Regions from separate parts of the Mus musculus genome. Here region 1 is linked to region 2. The links are chromatin contacts, called in public Hi-C maps. All regions are on one chromosome and are shown on one strand. Each heading gives the region's core, a stretch centred on a gene start, on an enhancer-like site or on the middle of the called end of the contact. The rest is flanking DNA. Distances are from core to core; before and after follow the strand shown.

Evidence for each region. Hi-C and Micro-C count contacts between places; a contact is called where the count stands out from the background.
Region 1: a contact with region 2 is called in a Hi-C map of cerebral cortex, with 1.7 times the contacts expected there. The contact joins the enhancer-like site here to the promoter of Mapre1 in region 2. A contact is called at or near these places in 1 of 39 promoter capture datasets (the HPC-7 cell line), 5 of 484 Hi-C or Micro-C datasets (cerebral cortex, cortical neurons and embryonic stem cells) and 1 of 9 other capture datasets (adipose tissue).

Annotation. Positions count from the first base shown.
Region 1 is chr2:153,495,105-153,498,355 of GRCm38.p6, forward strand. All of the region lies in intron 1 of Nol4l (nucleolar protein 4-like), which reads right to left. It also overlaps 4930404H24Rik. Among named protein-coding and RNA genes, the nearest start is that of Nol4l, 33 kb to the right of the region's middle. Within about 2 kb of position 1,922, at least 64 of the 459 cell types and tissues checked have an H3K27ac peak or open chromatin away from gene starts, as enhancers often do. A contact at or near this core is called in cerebral cortex, where this site is marked.
Region 2 is chr2:153,739,572-153,742,571 of GRCm38.p6, forward strand. Mapre1 (microtubule-associated protein, RP/EB family, member 1) reads left to right here and starts at 1,716. Exons shown (of 7, transcript NM_007896.3): 1 at 1,716-1,848.

The sequences.
Region 1 (3,251 bases), core at 672-3,171, 240 kb before region 2:
AACCTCATGGTCAGCTGTGATGTCCATGGGCTAGCCTTACGCACTGTAGGCATACTGTGTGTAGGCACTCTATAGTTCTCCATTGACATTCTCCGGGCTCTGCCTCTAAACCACCAGCTCTGCCCCAGGGGCATCTCTTCTCTCTGACCTTCTCCTTGAGTTGGTTTTGGTTTTTTGTTTTTGTTTTGTTTTGTTTTGTTTTCCCAAGACAGGGTTTCTCTGTGTAGCCCTGGCTGTCCTGGAACTCACTTTGTAGACCAGGCTGACCTCGAACTCAGAAATCTGCCTGCCTCTGCCTCCTGAGTGCTGGGATTAAAGGCATGTGCCACCAGGCCCAGGCTGGTTTTTTTTTTGTTTGTTTGTTTGTTTTTTGTTTTTTAACTCTTTAGGCAACTCCGAGCTCCATGCTTTGGTGACCTTGGACAAGTCTGCTTATTATGGTCTGTATTTATGAAGGGGTAGTAAGAGGTGGATAAGGGGCTGTCTGGGTCTTAAGATACAGTAGAAGCTGGGTGTGGTGGCTCACGCCTTTAATCCCAGCCCTTGGGAGGCAGAGGCAGGCGGATTTCTGAGTTCAAGGCCAGCCTGGTCTACATGGTCTACAGAGTGAGTTCCAGGTCAGGCAGGGCTATACAGAGAAACCCTGTCTCGAAAAACAAACAAACAAACAAAGACACAGTAGAACCTGACTGGGCACCGCTCTTCTTTCCAACCCTTCACCATCCCTATCCCTCTGCACTATCGGGTATGGAGAGGTGGGGGCCCCTCTTCTTGGTAACTCTGTTTAACCCTAGATAACTGTTCTCCTGCTCCTCAGCTGGCGCTGATATGAGCTGAATCCAATTTCCTGCCACCCAAAAGCCACTTCCTGCCAAACTTGAGCTGATACCAGAAGAACTTGTTTTCTGTACACAGAGCAGTCCCTGGTGGGGCTGCTTCTGCCTCGGCCAGTCCACCTGGTAGGACTGGGTTGTGGAGGATGGGGCCTCTGCCCTCTCACCTACTGCACCCACCTGTACCGCCAGCCATCCCAGCCAGGAGTCCCACTGGACTCAGACAGGCATGTTTAGGCCATGGCACATAGCCACAAAGAGCCAGTCTGAGAGCACTGTGTGTGGGCAAGACCACAGGAAAGGCGAGTGACCGTCAACAAAGGAATACACGCACAGTTCCATACACCAACCCATGACCATACGGAGTCACAGGACAGTCTCATATAATTAAATGCAGTCACACCCACGGTGCATAGAACCAGAACCCTTTGCTTCATACACACGCACCGAAAGCGAGCATGAGTGTCTGCCTGGGCAGGGCCTTGGGCTAACCCTCGTCAGAACAGCTGGAATCATACCATCATTGTGCACACATTACAGATGTGTAAGCCAAGGCAGCCCATAGGGGCACCTTCCACACACATACTGCTTCCTCAGCCTGGGGTGCCTTCTGGCTTATTCCTTTAGCACTGTCTAGTCACGTGACTCTTCCACAAACTCAGGCAGTCCCTGCTCACTTCCTCAGAGTCTGGGTCATCTCCCTTTCACTTTAAGGGACAAAGGAGACACAGCATTTTGTTGGCTTCAGCCATGTTCTGTTCTGTGGCACAGAGAACATGCTCAGGAAGAGCCTAGTAAGGACAGACCCTGGACTGGAACCCAGGACACCCTGAGGCTGGAGCTAATTTCTGTGTTACTGTGCTTTTCATACTTCCAGAAGCCCCTTTAGCAATGGTGATGGATGAATGAATGAATGAATGAATGACCCAAACTCTCAAGATACCAGGCCAGTGATCCCCAGGCTAACCTCCTTCATTTCCTGGCAGTGTGGACAGGAGCCAAGCTCCAGGCCCCTTGGATAGTGGCAGGGCTGACGGCCGCCTAAAGCCGGCTGTCAGAAGCTTGTCTGGCCAGAGCTGCCAGCAGGGGAGACCAGCTGGCAGTGCAGGGTCCATCGGCCCAGGCCTGGAATCTGAGACGCCCTCAGAGGCCCAGCTCTTCTTTGGGCCCCCACAAACTGGCCTTTGTTCTTGGGCTAGCCAAGACCGGCAGCTTGGGCTTTCTCTCTGCCTGCCTGCGGCACCCGCGCTGCGCTGGCGAGGTAAATGGGCCAGCCTCCCCTCTGTCCACGTCCAGGACGTTGCTTCAGAACTAAATGGAGATGTAATTTTCTATACAAATCCATGACAATTTAGATGGAGTGATTGTAATTGGCTTTTCAATGGAGGTTTTGTCCGGCGCTGGTGGCTAGAACTGGGTGGCCTGTTTGAGGCAGGCTCCATTTAAATGACAATAAAGCCATAATATTGAGGACTTGTCCAGCGCCCAGTGCCCCTCCTGAGCCCTTGGGGAGCCTCATGTTTATGGATCTGTCCCTTCCCTAGGGCTGTCTGGGCAGGAGGGTGCTGGGGTCACCGTGGCTAGGAGAGGGGTTGGCTGCATATTCGGGACCATATCCCCCAACTACCTACCAGTTCCCTCAATTTGTTATGAACCCACTAGCCAGTCTGTCCAGGGCTGGAGGCTAGCCCTAGTGTTGGGGTGCTAATAATCTCCCAGGTAAGTCAGCTGGAAGGTTCTGCAATGCCTCAATATGTCATGGTGTGGTACACATGACCAGGCCCTCTTTGGCCCACAGGCCAAGGCCTGACCCTCTTGTGACTGGCTTCTTGAATGTCTGTACCTCAGTGTCTCAGCCCTGCGGTAGGGTGCGGTAGACATCCCAGAGGGGACAGCATGCACATGGGCTCAACCTGGCATGTGAAAGGTACTATATATAATCATTGCTGGGACTCACTCACTGTGCCCGCTCAGGCAGACTGGCTAGTGACTTCAGGCTCTGCAAATTTCCACTGGCTTCTCTTTAACAAAGGGCTTTTCTAGGAGTTGACCCCACCAGGTTCTGAAGATTAATGCTAGGGTGTGTTCAAGCACCTAACACAGGCCAGGCTCCAAGAATGACAGTTCTCCTCACTACAGTTTCCGCCTCCAGCAGCATCTATGGAGAACTGCACTTGAGTGTGCAGACCCCACAGCATGAGAACCAAGCTGACAGGAGCCCCCGTGGGGATGTCTCTGCTGCCTAAAGATGCTATGGGAAGGACTGATCTCGAGGAGGCTGCACGAAAGAAGGCTTCACAGAGGATGTGATAACTGCCTGGACCACTCTGCCAACCAAAAAAGTGTCTACATTTACCAGGCAGATGCTGTAACCTGGTTACCAGAAGGATCTATTCTCACCTGTCAGTGAGGTGTGGT
Region 2 (3,000 bases), core at 466-2,965:
AGATGACATTGCAGGTGCTCTTACATGGTGACTTAGTTTTTCATTAAGGTGCTGTGCTGGGCAGTTTTATAACACCTTGACACACGCTAATGTCATTTGAGAGGAGGGAATCTCAATTAAGAAAATGCCTCCCTAAGATGAGCCCTTAGGCAAGCTGGTAAAGTGTTTTCTTAGTCATTGATGGGGGAATCTCATCAGCCCACTGTGGGTTAGGACACCTCTGTGCTGGTGTGGTCTAGGGTTGTGTACTGGCTAGTTTTGTGTCAACTTGACACAGCTGGAGTTATCATAGAGAAAGGAGCATCAGTTGGGGAAAGGCCTCCAGGAGATCCAGCCGCAAGTCATTTTCTCAATTAGTGATCAAGTGGGGAGGGCCCCTTGTGGGTGGGACCATCTCTGGGCTGGTATTCTTGGGTTCTATAAGAGAGCAGGCTGAGCAAGCCAGGGGAACTAAGCCAGTAAAGAACATCCTTCCATGTCCTCTGCATCAGCTCCTGCTTCCTGACCTGTTTGAGTTCCAGTCTTGACTTCCTTTGGTGATGAACAGCAATGTGGGAGAGTAAGCTGAATAAATCCTTTCCTCCCCAAGTGCTTCTTGGTCATGATGTTTGTGCAGGAATAGAAACCCTGACTAAGACAGGTTGTATAAGAAAGCAGGCTGAGCAAGCCATGAGGAGTAAGCTAGTAACCGACATCCCTCCATGGCTTCTGCATCCACTCCTGGCTCTAGGTTCCTGCCCTGTTTTCCTTCAGTGATGAACAGAGATAATATGGAAGAGTAAGCTAAATAAGCACTCTCCTCTCCAAGTTGCTTTGGTCATGTTTCATTACAGGAATTGTAACACTAACTAAAACAGGCGCCAAATCTTTTTTTTTTTTTTTAAATTTAAAGGCAAACAATAACTGTGTAGCTCTCTGGCTGGCCTTGATCTCAGAGATTCTCTTGTCTCTACCTACTGAGTCCTGGGATTAAACGTTCATACCACCACAGTTATTTGTGGGCATATTTGCGTGTGTGTAGGCATGCGAGTGGCACTGCCCATGTGTGTTAGTCAGAGGACAACTTGCAGGACTCGCGTCTCACCTTCTATCAGTGGGTCCTGGGGTTTGAACTCATGTTGTCAGGTTTGGGGGCATGCACCTGCTAAAGCATTTCGATGGCCATTTTTTCTTTGTTGAGACCAGATCTCGCTGTGTAGCTCTGGCTAGCTTGCTACTGTAGACCAGGCTGGCCTTGAATTTACAGTGATTCTCTTTCCTGTCCAAGTGTACACGAGTGGCCTAGCACTCCCAGTTTTTTCTTTCTGAGACAGGGTCTCGTGTACCTCAGGCTGAACTCCCAGAGAGAGGGTCTGGGATGATGACAAAACGATTTGCTGGCAAGATAGGTGTGTTCCACCACAGCTGCCATCTGTGGTGTTGGGGACTGAAACCAGGGATTCATGTATGCTAGGCGAGCTAACCTTCCTCCCGAGCCTATTCATTAATCCATCTTGGTCAAACGAATTTTCTTCTGGGCTACAGCAAACCAGAATGTGCAACTGGACTCCGCCTCCTCAGAGGACTCACACGTCATTGGTCGCAACTGACCACGTGCCCAACAGGCTTGCTCCCCGCCCCCGGGCATGCCAGCTGTCGATCAAGCATTCGGCCCCGCCTCCGGCTCGCAGGCCAGTCCGTCTCTATAAAAGGCCGGGCGGGAGATGACGAGCCCCTGCGTCGGCGCGTCACGGCGGGGTGCGTGTGAGGTCATCGCGCGCGGGCGGGCGGGGTCCGACGGTTTGAACGAGACGAAGACGGAACCGGAGCCGGGCGCGCGGACGGCGGACGCGGGTCCTGAGAAAGCCGGTGAGGCGGCTGGCGGGCCCGGGCGGCGGCAGCAGTCGGGAATTCACGGGAGGCGGCTCCTCGTGAGCAGTGCGGAGCCGCGCGGGCAGTGGGGGGGAAGGGCGGGGCCGCGATCCGGTGCGCGGCCTGGGCCGGGGGCGCGCGCTCCGTTGTCCCGGGGGCGGGGCGTGGGCCGGAAGTGGGGGCTGCCTAGTGGTGACCGGCGAAGTCCTGACTTTGCGGCTGGGCCTGGAGGGTGTGTGCCCACGGGCGCGCGCGCGCGCGCGCGAGGGGCGCGGTGGGGACCCTGGGTGTAGGAGGCGTCGTTGCATAATGGGTGGGAGTTGGTCCGCGGAGTTGGCCGCAGAGTGCGACCTTAGGCAGGCGCTTCAGCCTCCCCGTGCCTCAGTTTCCTCCTCCGTAAAATGGAGACAGTAGAATTAAGCACAGAAAGGTTTCAGCTCGGTGCCTGGCAGAAGTCAGGCGGTCCGCGGGTGGTGGTTGAGTGCCTAGTAAATGCTAGGCCCCGGTCTCATCAGGGAGTAGACAGGCAAAGACATGCTTTCTAGGAGTCTGCTTTGTGGGTAGAGAGCCAGGAAGCAAGAAAATGAATACATGGCCAAGATAATTTCTGTAATTACTGTAAAAGGGCGATACCAGTACTGCAGGGTATAGCCTGACCTCTGCATCTTGGCGATGAGGATCCGGTGGCCCATTGAGGGAAGTTCAGCTAGGCCTGATGTCTGCCGGTGATGGGATGTCTTGACTAGCATTAATCAAGATAGCTCTTTAATGGGCACTTGTGTATAAGGCATTGTGTTAAGAGCTTGATGTAGCATTGTGTCATTTAATAGTCACATTGCCTTGAAAAGATGCTATCTTTATTCTCTTTCTTTCCCCTCTGTTGTGTTTTGCTCATTTTATTTTCTCTGTGGGGCTGAGAGGTGACTGCAGTTCCCCCACTGTGCTGAGCTGCTCATCATTCTTTTACAGAGGCGAGTCTGAGACTTTGGGTAGGGAAAGGACTTGCCTTACGTTGTCCAGCAAGTAACTCAACTCCAGAGTCATATCCTGTGTGCTACTCCTCCTTCTCCATCTAGAAACTGTTTCATACTTTTGTGGTGTCAAAGTGCCAGGACATAGAAGCTTGGGAGGCGGTGTGCTTTTCTGATA